Regions from separate parts of the Hordeum vulgare genome. Here all the other regions are linked to region 1. Evidence: chromatin contacts called from public Hi-C data. All regions are on one chromosome and are shown on one strand. The core of a region is the stretch at or near the end of the contact, and the rest is flanking DNA. Distances in the headings are between cores, read along the strand shown.

Region 1 (4,377 bases), core at 323-2,822:
GTCACAACAACAATGAACGATCCTTGAAGCGTCGCGCCCTCGTACTAGTGACAACCGGCCGTTGCAGTGTGCAGCGTCGTGCGTCCGCAACAATGACAACCGAACATTGCAGCATCGTGCGTCGTGCATGTGATCGTAGCGACAACGATCGTTCCTTACAGCGTAACGTGTTTTGATGGCAAGAACGACGAGCGACCCTTGCATCACCGCGCGTCCGTGGCAAGGACAACTGACCATTGCAACATCATGCGCCCGCAACAATGACAACCGACCATTGTAGCATGTGCGTCTGATCGCAGTGACAATGACCGGTCCTTGTAGCGTCTTGCACTATGATTGCAACAACAACGAGTACTGATCCTTGTAGAGTTGTGCATTCCGATCGCACAACGATGACCAGTCCTTGCAGCATCGCGAATCCCACTCACAACAACGACGACCAACCATTGCAGCACCGCGCGTGCCGACACATCAATGGTGATTGATCATCATAGTGCCTCGTGTTCCATTAGCAACAATTACAGCTGGCTATTGTAGCGTCGCACAACCAACAACTATGACTCGCTATTTTAACGTCGCACATCCCGATCATGGCAAGAACGACCAATCATTGCAGCGTCACCCCTCCTGCTTGCAGCAATGATAACCAACCGTTGCAGCACTTCTCGTAACAACTCCGACAACCTTGGAAAAGCAGTTGGTGCCACCTAGTAGCGCTCATCTAGATGGCCTCACAACACAACAACCCTAGAAGTGTCGTCGACCGTTGTTGTGGCGCCACTCGCAATAGGGGCCATCTGCCTTAGGAGGAGCGGGCGTCGGGCAACGTAAAAAAGGGAAAAAGGGCGGAGAGAAAATATGTAGATTGGATAATTCAGCTCAAGATAAGGTTGGGACCGAAAATATGTTGCATAAGAGAGACCATTGATGCGAGCTAAAAAATTTCAGAAATTAGTTGGTGGGTCTAAATATTGCAAATGCCTCAAAAAGGCTGATTTTGTTGCCAAATATTGGTTTCTATTTACACCTTTCTTTGTTGTGATAATGACAGCAACGACGCTGCCACTTTTTTGCTTTAGGAGTGAGTAGGCAAGTAGCTACTAGCTAGCTTAGCAGTGTGCCGTTGAAACGTCAAAACAACGTGTTCGTGTGAATGCTGAGCTCGCAGACCACAGAAACTGAAAAAGGCAGAGAACCACGTATGAACACAGTGCAGCTTGCGCCAAAAAGAAATACGATCAGCGTGATCGTACGGCCGAGCGAGCGGCTGACATGTCTGTTAAAATCAGTCGGATGATTCCAAGGTTTTTCCTTTAACTTTTAGCGGGCAATTATCTACTGTACTTGCTTAAAAAAAGGAATCGACAAAAAACTAGCCTAGGGAAAACGTTTCCGAAAAGGACACGAATAGAAAACCGGCTCCCTGCGCCGCGCTACTGGACCGGCCCACCTCGGGTGCCTTGTAGGCGAGGTGGGCCTATTCGGGCGCCCGTCCGTATGTGCGAATGTCCTTGCTCGGTGCGTTCGTGGGCTGGGGTTTATCCGAGGTCGTCACAAGGTCGGCTTCGGTCGGAGGGGTTTGCCATTGCCATTGCCATTGCCTTCTCCGGCCGCCGTGCGTTCGTTGTTTCCGCCTCTCGAGGTTCCGGCCGTGCGGTCGTTGTTTGGTTCGGTGGGCGGCCCCGCGGCTGCGCGGGGTCGCTTCTGCGGGCTTGGTCGCCATCGGCGGCGGCTCGGTGGTCGCGGTCGCCGGTCTTCCTTCTTGCCCCGTGGCCCCGCCCTTTGTTCTCCGTTAGGTGCCGTCGACGGGCAGGCGGGCCTTCCTTGGTGAGTGCCTTCGCTTCTCTATTGTATTTTCCCTGTTGATTTGGGTGATCAGATTTGGGCTCGATAGCGGTGGGTGCTCCGTGCTCGTTCCCTATTATATTCGGTATTGATAGGCGATTTAGGGATTTTTTGTTAGGGGTTTGTGCATTGCTATTTGTCTGTACATTGTTGGTCTATGTTGATCCTCGTATCCTGCATTTACATGTACCAGAGGCAGCCATGCCAGGCGCAGCGGAGGGCCCCGTTCCGTCAAGTTTGATGGATACGCCTCTTACGGAGGAAAGAAGGGCGGCTAGGCGAGTTCGCCGGAGAGTTTGCCCCTCTGGCTCGCCAACTGCTCCGACTCATGGCGGGTCAGACGACGCACAAGAAATGAGCACAGATTCTACCGAGGTATCAAGCAGTGATTGTTACATTCAGTTGTCAAGTGAAAGTTCAGACGACGGATACGAAAATAGAAGCTCGGGCCATCGCAGAAAACGACGCAAGACGTCTGTGATATCCTCTGCATCCGAGCAATCAGGTGATGTCAGTTTAGTTGCTTGCACATCCGTGTCAGAACTTTAAATTGTTATTACAGTCCCTTTACCTGTGAAGATTTGTACAGGGGAAGACAGTCCTTCTGCATACGAGTCTCTTGAGTCGGATGATGTTCAGATAACTCCAGGGCAAGATTATGTGTTACCGCAAAGGTGTGATCTATCTAACGCCGAAAAGAACAGAGTAGTTGCGCTTATCAAAGAAATCAAACCTAAAGTTACTGTTTTTGTGGCTATCATGTTGAGGTCTTACTCTTCATATGTGGTAAGTTCACTCTTCTCTTCTGTTGAGTGCACAGCACACTGCTTTCAGTCTCAACTCTTTGTTGCTTGCTCTGATGTGCTACATTCATGTTTTCAATGTTATTGAAGAATTACATTATCTGCAAACTTTCATGACCTTTGGAGAACTTATGGATAAAAAATATATTTTTTCTTGCTTGTCAGTGGAAACAATACACCTTTTGGGTTCCAAGCTTAAGTTTGGTATATTATTGTCTTCTTGTTTGACAATGGCATAACATTCTGTTCCATCTGTGGGCAGACCATTCCTAAGGATTACGCTGTTGAGCACTTTCCACATGAAAGTGCAACCGTCACGCTCCAGAGTCCAGGCAAGAACAAGAAATGGCATCCCAGATTCTACAAGAAAGGAACTATGATCAAGCTTACGGGCACTTGGTTACACTTTGTGCGTGATAATGGTGTGCATGTGGGAGATATCTGCATTTTTGTACCCGCAAAAGGTGGAAAACCATTCACGTTTACAGTCCATCTACTTCCCAAAGAAACAACTGATTCTCAAACTGAAGTTTCTCATGAATCTTCGGAGTGTGAGGACTCTCATGGTCAGCCGCCCTACGTTTTACCATATGGAGCCCGTCTATCTCCCTCTGAGAGGAGTGCCGTTCAAAAGAAAGTGCACTCCATCCAATCTGAAGTTCCAATTTACGTGTCAATCATGACAAAGAGCAACCTTGGTTCCAGGCACATGGTAGTAAGCTAATTCCCCTTTTAATATTGATTGGTACCTTTTGATCTTTATTAACTTTTTTTAAGAGTGTATGATTCTTGACCTTCCTACAAGAAACTATATTTGGTTAACTATATAACTCCAAATTAAACCTAGAAATACAGTTTCTGATGTTTTTATGGTAAAATTATTCAGTCTGTGACTAAAGTCTATTACATCTATCTAACTATCTATCTATGAAATACCAGGAATTGAGTAAACGATATGCCGCTGAACATCTCCCCCACAGAAATGTAACTTTGATGTTCCAGTACATGGGAAAGACATGGAATATCAATATGTTGTTTCATGATCGGAAGTACCCCAAAAGGTGGTACCTTATTGGAGGTTGGTCCAAATTTATCGCTGACAACAGTCTGCGATTAGGAGATATCTGTCTCTTTGAACTGAAAAAGGACAAGAAGGAGCTTACCGTAATAGTCCATCTACTTCGCAAAGAGAGTATCGATCACCCCTCTGGTGGAAGTCCTGTTCCGGACTTGAATTATATGAGGGCAAGCACAATGATTGCCTCAACAGTGCGTGTTGGGGAGGAGCCAGATGACGGTATGACAGTATTACACAAGTATTAGTACTATACAAATTCACATATCTTATTTCTGATTTATGTGAAAACTTGTTCAGAAGAAGAAACCTCCTCTTCAGCGCGTGAAGAAGAAGGATTCGATGACGAGCCTATCGAGCATAACCATTCCGAGGGAGTCTCTAAGGTCCCCTATCTGTTTTTCTATGCCAACTTCAGTTCTCTTAAATATTATGTTTGATATTCTTTAATAATATTCTGGTCGTTTAAACATTTTGTTGAGTCGTTTTTTGTAACATCCTGGTTCGTTTCTCTTACAATCTTTCCATGTTTACCAGAGGACATAAAAGTTGTATTGTCTTTTTTTTTGTACAGGCACACGTGCCCACTGCTCCATGCTCAGAGAGTAATGCGTCTGGAATGAGCCTGTCATCGGAAGCTAGAGAGCAAGCTGC
Region 2 (4,405 bases), core at 1,254-3,753, 670 kb before region 1:
GAACGGCATTGTGATAATTATTGGATTGACATTTTCTGAATTTAACATTCACATACTACTTTGTTCCATTAAGGGACCATCAGATGGGTATTGTGAACTACTACATAAATGGCATCTTGACAACGGGGAAATATTAAATATTTCAAGACGAGATTAAAAATGAAGGAACAAACAGCGGACCCGGCGCGACTACAGATCATCCTACCTTGGGTGTTGATCAGCATGTTGGTCGGAACGCAAACAAGCCAATTTCTTCTGCAGTTTTTACACGACAAAACAACTGTGAGCAACAAATACCAGAAAAAAAAGGACGGCCATGTTAAGACATTATTTTAGAGTAATATGAATCTAACCACTTCATGGCTTATATCCTCCATCTGCTGCTGTAAACTTTCCAATTTGCTAAGACCAAAGAGCATAGAGACAAGACAGAACCACATGTAAGCATTTTTTTTCTTCCGAAATAATGAAACTTGCAAAGCTTGCATATTTTCATTAAGAGAAGAACATGCGGATGGTTCATGGAACTCATGAGTACATCATCACATAAAAAATGGTATAACTATTTGTAATTAAACCCAATGAATTACTACCCACATCCTTCCTCAGATTCACTTTTAATTATCCAAATGGTCTACAATATACAACCTTGATCATCAAAAAATGGATCGCATTGTAACTATTTATCACAAGTGCAATTATTTCCTTTTGTCATTAAATACATGTCACAGAAGATATCACGAAATCTTGAAATGCAAATTCAGGGAAAAGGAGCGGAGTGCCCTACTGCCCTTGATGTATAAATGTTCCTAGCAAATATGCAAACCACTTGCCTACATGTGGATCTAATATAGGCCCCTGAAGAAGCTCGGGTGAACCCCCACCCCACCACACACATACACACCCAACCCCTCCAGCAGTTTATGCCTACCCAATTACTTATTAGTGCAGCTGCATTATTTAGAAGAATTGAGTCGCACAATCTCCATCAATGCACGGGGTACATGAAACACTTGTGTGTTTTTTGGCACAAGTTCCTATACACTACATATTATGTTGCCCGTGTTTTGAGAAAAATGGAACTGATGTTTTGACCCTGCAAATAAACACATTACTCGAAGATAATGAGAACACTGATTGTATTTTATTGAACAAAACTAGAATACCATATTAGAATATGGAAAATATTCTTACCTCATGATAAGAATCTGAACCTTGTGAAGTTTCTGAACCTATATGGGAGTACATTATCAGCCACAACAGGAACAGAATAAGGGGGAGATAGCCAAATAAGTCAAACTATATGAATACATAAAATGCAAGCAAATACATTATTTTGTACAAAGAATTATTCATGCAAAACCAAGAACTAATCTAAAAAAAAAAGAACTATACCTTAAAGGTGCTGAAAGTGTATATAGAAAATGCAGTCAATATGTACTAACAGTATGCGCAAAAACTTATTTGGCCGGAAAAGAGAGTGCATCATGTTGTATACACATCGTGAATCTGGTCCATTGATTATTATATTTATTTTTGGGATATGTACATTAACTAGGCTTCAGTCACAAAATATTCTTTCACATGGTGTGCTTCACTTTAGTAAACCAAAAGTAAAATTTTAAAAAATAAATAAAAATAATAGGCGAATCAACCTGTTATTGAATGGTTAGAAGGACTTTGCTTTATATATAAAGTAGCGAAAGCCTTTTTCGGTAATGGTTAGAAATACAAGCTGAAGTCCGAGATTTGATATTGGTGCTTATATTTTTTTGGTTTTATATTAATAGGAAGTTGGTACAAAATCTCGGTATTTTACAGCAGGTGAATTACTGGTTGTAAATTTCAAGCAAAAACATGTAAATAAAGAAAACGAAAGCTATATTTGATGTGTGAGCTCACCATGCGACCAATCTGCGACATACTTTCTGTCACCGTCATCTTTTCGCTCCTGCACACACACACACATCCACACGGCCACACCCATAAATTGGCGGGGACAGAAGAAATTAAAAAAAAAAAGATCAAGAAACAGAGCTCAGACAAGAGCAGGTAGCCAGCGAAGAGCGAAGGGGACATACGTTCGCACAAGAAAGAGCACGACGAACACTGTCTGCCGCAGCAGCCGCTTTCCCGGCGACGCTGGCTCGCTGCCGCCGGCGGAGGCAGCTCGAGGGACCCCCACGCGCAGGCGCTTCGCCGAGCCCTGGGCGCTGGCCAAGGCCAGCTCCCTCTTGGGCGCCATGCCCTTTTCCTCTCTGTTTTTTTCCTTTCTTCCGCTCAGTTTTCTCTCGTGCACAAGAGCAAAGGAGAGAAGAGTGGATTATGTGGCGGGTGCTGCTCTCGCCTGCAGTGTCTGGTCCGGTTATATAGGCGAGAGCACGGCGACGACTGACGGAGCCAGTTGAGTCTGCCACTTCACTCGCCCGCGCCACGACGCGGCGGAAAATGCAAGGAATCTGGTTTCGTTCATCGACACGTAGGGCTGTTTGGTTTATGCCGAGTTAAGTGGCATAAAACTATTATTACTATTCGGGTTATGGTTCCCAGAAACTATCAGTTTTTAATTCTGTTGACACGTCCCTAAATATAAGTCTTTTAAGACATTTCACTAAAGTCTACATATGGAATAAAATGAATGATTCTACATTTTAAAATATGTTTATATAGATCCGTATGTACTCCCTCTGTTTCAGTTTTTTAAGTCCGTCATGTGTATCTAGGTCGTTAATTTGACCAAGAGAGATATATATTAAAAATATATATCATTAAAAGCTTTAGATGTTCTACTTTTTAATGATATAATTTTTATGTTAAACAATATATTTTATATAAGTAAAATTAACGACCTAGGTACACGTGCATGCCTTATAAACGGTGATGGAGGGAGTAGTCCACTAATGAAACCTCTTTAAAAACTTATATTTAGGAACGGATGGAGTATCAAATTAGGAGTCGGGTGTTTCCATAAATGCCTGTTGTTAAAAAATTAAACATGCTTATGATAGGTCGGGCATGCATCTAAACAATCCGTCTATTTGATCGTGTGTTTAACTGTTAACTAACATGGGGCCCCACAAGTTAGATTCCTCTTCCTTTTCTCTTCTTCTTCCTCCCAGTCTCTTCTCTTCTCTCCTCTCCATCGTGTCCCACGAGCCGCGGACAATCCTCCCCCTTCCCTCCTTAGCCTTTCCATGGTCGTGGGAGGTGCTCGCCAACGTGGATGGGAGCGGTCGCAGGGGTCGGTAGGGGATGCAGGGCACGACGACGGACGCAGGGGAGGCAGGGCATGGCGGGCGATGCAGGAGAGGCAAGGCGCGACGGACGGTGTAGGCGAGGCGGCGGTCACAAGCGAGGCAGGGCGCGGCGGCCGACACAAGTGAGGCAGGGCGCTCGGGATCGAGCTCCTAGCTGCGGCGGGTGCGCCTCCTCACAAGGACCCGATTGCTTTTTCAAGAAACTTTTAGGGACATGATTATTTTTTTAAGAAACTTCTAGGGACCCGATTGCTTTTTCAGACACTGACATGTGGGCCCTGCATGTCAGTTAACGATCAAATGAATGGCCGTTTAGGTGTGGTCCCGACCTGTCATAAACATTTTTAATTTCTTAACAATGGCCATTTGTTTTTTTAAAAAAACCGACCCCTCACTTGGTAGTCATCAGCGAAAAATTAAAAATAGATAGTTTTTTGGGAACCATAGCCTGAATTGTAGTAGTTTTATGGTATTTACTCGTTTATGCCCCCAACTCACCCTATCAAAATATTGGTCACGTCCAATCCCTTAGAGCATCTACAGTCGGACTGGGCAAATCCGTCCCCCCTATACGTCCACGGACGCGTCAGGGCACGTTCATGGATGCATTTGGACGGCTTCTCATATTTCGCTCCCCGCATCCACATATCTGATATCTGGGCTTTCAAATCCATGCAAAATCATGTACATCGATCACACAAACCAATGTCGCATGTAAATAAAAAATGTTAATACCGAACATAAATATTGTTTACATAAAATTTATTTGAAGTGCACAATCAATCATCTGCTCTTTGATTTCCATTGTGGGTCCACATATGCTCCGCCAAATCATCGAGTAGTTGCGCGTGCACCTAATGATCTCGTAGATTCTGATGTGCAGAAAATTCATAAGCTCAACTACATCTTGATCTTCTAGGATTTCAACTTGTCCGAGCATTCCTCGAAACCCCCTGGCCTCTCCAATAGCCAACAACTTCTCCGTGTCATGCACATTTGGTTCTCTCAGATACTCTGCCCCAAACACCTCGACCACAACATGAGCAAACTTGTCAGTAATCTTCAGGCGTGTGCTCTCCCCCATCCTGACCATCTCACCAACAAATCCGTCGCAGTACCAAGTGCAAGCATTCTCACAACGGAAATGC
Region 3 (4,329 bases), core at 472-2,971, 900 kb before region 1:
TCTGTTCTGCGATTACTTGTTCCAGGATTAGTACATTTACTTGTTGCAGCCAACAACTCTCTAATATCCTGTATCAGGATCTGTTGATTACTTGTTTCAGGACCTGATCTTGGATATGCCTAGTGTTACACACAAGAAAAATCTTCTCGTGGCTGTAACTTGTTCTTATGCATTACTGTTTTTTTATAAACTAGCTAGCTGTTGCCTGCAGTGCAAATTTGCTTTCCTGTTGGTGACTCCAGTGAGTTTGTCAACAGTCATGAGCTCAAGTGTCATGTAGGTGATTTGCAACTCTGGTTTGGCCTAGCATTTAGTAAACTAAATCCTGAGTAACAGGTATGGTGATAATAGTGAGTGTAAACTGAAGACAGTCAAACACTTAATGTAAAAATGTTGTTGTTTCAAATTTTGTGGTACTATAGTACTAGGATGTTTGTTGAAGTGGTGGACACATATAGCAGGATGTGGGACAACCTGCGGGTGTCCCACCTACAGGCTGAGTCTCTGAGCAAGCGAAGCCAGATGTTAAGCTAGGCACAGGACAGTGACTTAATTTGATGACTGCTACTGCTGCACTGGTGTTCTCCGTCTCTGGTCACTGATTTGTTCCGACGGATACGTAAAGGATGTGCCTCAAGGACCTTCCCTTCCACCAGCCTATACCATACCAACATAGCGCCTTTTTTAGTATTTTTTTAGAACTATTACCTTTTTTAGTGTCTTTTTTAGTCGATCGCTTGGACTTGGAGCTTGTATCACGGTGCCGCGGAGGGTTATGTTCCCCGAATTGAGATGTAATACAATAGCACAATTGGACTGGCACAATACAGTAGCGTCGCACATGTCTTCCTGTTTTTTTTAATCTGTTTTACATGGTTTGTTTGCTTGTTCTTTTTCCAATATCTTTCCTCACTTATTTTGTTTTCTTTTTTTAGTAACAAATGTCTAGTTCTTTTCACACACTATATCTATTTTTGTACACATCAGGACCATTATTTATACAAGTCTACCATTTTTCAGATACATGATTACCATTTCTTCAAATAAATATTTTAATTTCTTATTTATTTTCGTATATGTTGTATTTTTTATGCATCTGAAACATTATTTGTATTCATGTTTATTATTTTTCAAATACATTATCAACTTTTTTTAAATGCATGTTTTAATGTCTACTTTTTTCATACAAATTGCAACATTTTGACTACACATCTGAAACAATATTTTTAAACACGCACAACATTTTCCAAATACATGATTAAAATATTATTTCAAATACATGCTATGATGTTTATTTCTTTTCATACACGTTGTACATCTTTCTTATACATCTGAAAGACTGAAACGTATATATTTTTCGAGTATAAGATTTTTCAAAAATGTCACATGTATTCTTTGAAACAAATGAAGTTTTTTAAATGTCATTCACATTTCTTTAAGGCTACCAATACTTTTTAAAATACATGCTTACAAAAATTATATACTATTTTTTTCCAATTTATGGTGGACATTATTAACTTTAGGGAATATATATATTTATACATAAAAAATGAAAATAAAAAAGGAGGAAAAATAACACAGACGTGTGATTTGCGTGTGGGACAAAGAAGTCACGCAACTCCCTAGCACCATGGGGCGGCTGGCCCATATACAGAAGGAAGGGTTGTATGTGATCCGTCTTTTTTTACCATGGAAACAGTAGGAGACCCTTCTACTCCATTTTGGAGAGTCACTGTTCGACGCCCACAGGCGGCGTCCAATAGACGCGCTGACGTACAGGGCGTGCGCAAATGACCGGCCCTGTAAGAGGAACTGTAGCGACAGAAGTACTGTAACAGTTGTTTGGCTGTAGCAAACCAATTTTTTTTTATTTTCCAAAATTGGGGTTTAATGTTTATTTTGAACCTCTTATTTTTACATAGTTTTATGTAATATAATAACATTAATAGTATATGGTTAACATTTTTCAAAAATACACTGAAATTGATTTTATAATACAGTGAACTTTTTTGTAATATATGGTTGACATTTATCAAAAACGCACTGATCATTTTACTAAATACAGAATGAGTATTTTTTAATAAAGTGAACTTTTTTTGTAATACATGTTGAACATTTCTAAATACACATTGAACTTTTTCGTAATGTAGAATGAACCTTTTTTTAATACATGTTGAACTCTTTGTATTATATGATGAAAAATACACTTAAAACTTTGTAATGCATGGTAAAAAATCATAATACATGATGAAGTATTTTGTAAATATATGGCAACATTTTCATAATATATGATGAACATTTTTCTAATACGCGGTGGATATTTTGTATAATACACAAAAAACAGCAAAAAAGATAAACAAAAGGAAAAAATAAAGCAAAACGGAAAAAACAGTAGAAAACTATAACGTGGAAGAAGATGAAAAAAACGAAAGAAACAATAGCGAATGAAGTAACAGCATGAACCGTGTAGTCGGTCGGTCCAACTTGCTTTAATGTCTGCATTTGCTTGATAGTTTGACGCCCATGGGCGGCAAATAGAAATCGGCTGCATTTTGCTTTTCTATCTCAAAAGAATAAGTATATATTTACATGTGAAGTCCTCACACACCACTTTGGGTGTGTGGAAAAAGGTAAAGAAGTGGCTACACTAGTAGGTGGTGTTCAGGTATGCACACACGTAAAGGTAGTCATAAACTGCTCCTTTTCTTCTTCAGAGACTCTAAATCTCAGATTGAAGAAGTCTTGGTTAAATCTTTCCTTCCACGAGAAGAAAGTTGTTGGTATTGCATGGAAATAATTGTTATTACGTTCCTTTCGAAGGCTCAAGGCCGCCACTAGAAGATGTCCATGAACATGCCCCTCCTCCACTTGTTTTTTCTAGCCTCAACAATTTGTAGTATATCCCCAATCGGTGGTCACTGAACATCCAGAGATTGCCAACATGCTAGGCTAAAGGTGCATTGAATGAACAGATGCTCAACTGTATCTTCACCGTGTGTTTCACACAGAAGACAATCCAGGTTGTTTCCATTGTCGTAGTGTCTCTGTTTGAGTATGTTTCTAGTGTTTATTTTGTTGGAAAGGAGGAGCCATCCAAAACCCCTAAGTTTGGGGGTGCTCTTGGACTTCCATAGCCATTTGAAGGCCTCGTGCACTATTACATCTTTCAAGTAGTAAGCATAGTACGCCGCTGCCTTGAATTCATTCGCCTCCCAGATGTAGGACCATTTGTAATTGCTGAATCTTGAAATATCAGTGTCTCTTAGATCCACTTGCAGTTGCTTCACTTCATCATGGTCTTGAACAAATAGTAGGGGGTGGAAGGCGGTTCATAGTTCTCAAGTGAGAAGAAAGCTTCTCACTGATGCATCTAGGATTGTAGTATACGAAAAGGCCCTTGGATACTTATTAGCGAGTATTACTTTATGTCGTACATCCTTACAGAAGAGTGATGTAGTGCCACACTTAATCTGCACCATGGAGATCTCTTTGAAGAACAAACTAAGTTGCATGACATCGCGCCACCAAAAGGATCCACACAGGTCCGTTGCATGGGGGATCACGTGTGAATAATAGGTGTTCTAGACCAAGTTCACCATGGAACAATTGTTGAACTTGTGTAAGAATTTGAATAGCAATGCGTCATTTTGCACTTGTAGGTTTAGAACTCCAATGCCACCGTTTGGGTTGACAAACCATTTTCCATGAAGTAAGGGAGTTGCATTTAGGCCCATCGTCTGCTTTCTTGTTCATATGCAATGCTTATGATTTTATCCAGTTGAGGCGAATAATGCACATAGTGAATATTGTCAAGGATGTGATTGGCGAATTCAGCAGCGATAACTTTCCATCATATAACATGAGGGACATAGTAGTTGTAATTTTACGTTCAGCACGGCATACCAGTGGCATAAGGTATTGTACAATGGGTTTTTTGGTTCCGAGGGGGAGACCGGGGTACGTAAAAGGCATGCTTGCAATGGAGCACCCGAAGATGGAGGCAATATGGTTACATAGATCACTCTTGGTGTTGATCGGGACCAGTGTGGACTTTTCAAAGTTGATCTTCAGACCAATGGGCGTGGCAAAGTCGATAGGATGTTCTTCATCAAAGTGGCTTGCCTTTTGCATCCAGGCATGATGACGATGGTGTCGTCCGCGTACAAAATCACCGGATAGTCCATGCCACCACATGGGGGAATTGGTTGGTGTAGAAGGTTCTGACTGTAACTGTCATTGACGGCAGATTATATCAAGTTGACAACAAAAACAAAAATTAGGGGTGACAAAGGGTGGTTACCCTTATGCACCCCTTTGTGGCAATGGAAT

The links. A called contact is a pair of places that touch in the nucleus more often than the background predicts.
Region 2: a contact with region 1 is called in a Hi-C map of leaf, with 3 times the contacts expected there. The contact joins the promoter of LOC123399328 here to the promoter of LOC123399738 in region 1. A contact is called at or near these places in 3 of 6 Hi-C or Micro-C datasets (leaf and seedling).
Region 3: a Hi-C map of leaf shows a contact between it and region 1, with 4 times the contacts expected there. The contact joins the enhancer-like site here to the promoter of LOC123399738 in region 1. A contact is called at or near these places in 2 of 6 Hi-C or Micro-C datasets (leaf and seedling).

Annotation. Positions count from the first base shown.
Region 1 is chr5H:108,955,135-108,959,511 of MorexV3_pseudomolecules_assembly, forward strand. LOC123399738 reads left to right here and starts at 1,573. Exons shown (of 11, transcript XM_045094123.1): 1 at 1,573-1,827; 2 at 2,039-2,350; 3 at 2,435-2,631; 4 at 2,911-3,360; 5 at 3,588-3,945; 6 at 4,024-4,109; 7 at 4,298-4,377. The coding sequence starts at 2,047.
Region 2 is chr5H:108,281,810-108,286,214 of MorexV3_pseudomolecules_assembly, forward strand. It overlaps LOC123399328, which reads right to left and starts at 2,504. Exons shown (of 13, transcript XM_045093741.1): 1 at 2,082-2,504; 2 at 1,903-1,951; 3 at 1,195-1,232; 4 at 354-402; 5 at 206-255. The coding sequence starts at 2,245.
Region 3 is chr5H:108,057,585-108,061,913 of MorexV3_pseudomolecules_assembly, forward strand. It overlaps LOC123395488, which reads left to right. Exons shown (of 2, transcript XM_045090493.1): 2 at 462-1,023. The coding sequence ends at 508. Among protein-coding and RNA genes, the nearest start is that of LOC123395488, 32 kb to the left of the region's middle. Within about 2 kb of position 1,722, at least 2 of the 3 cell types and tissues checked have open chromatin away from gene starts, as enhancers often do. A contact at or near this core is called in leaf, where this site is marked.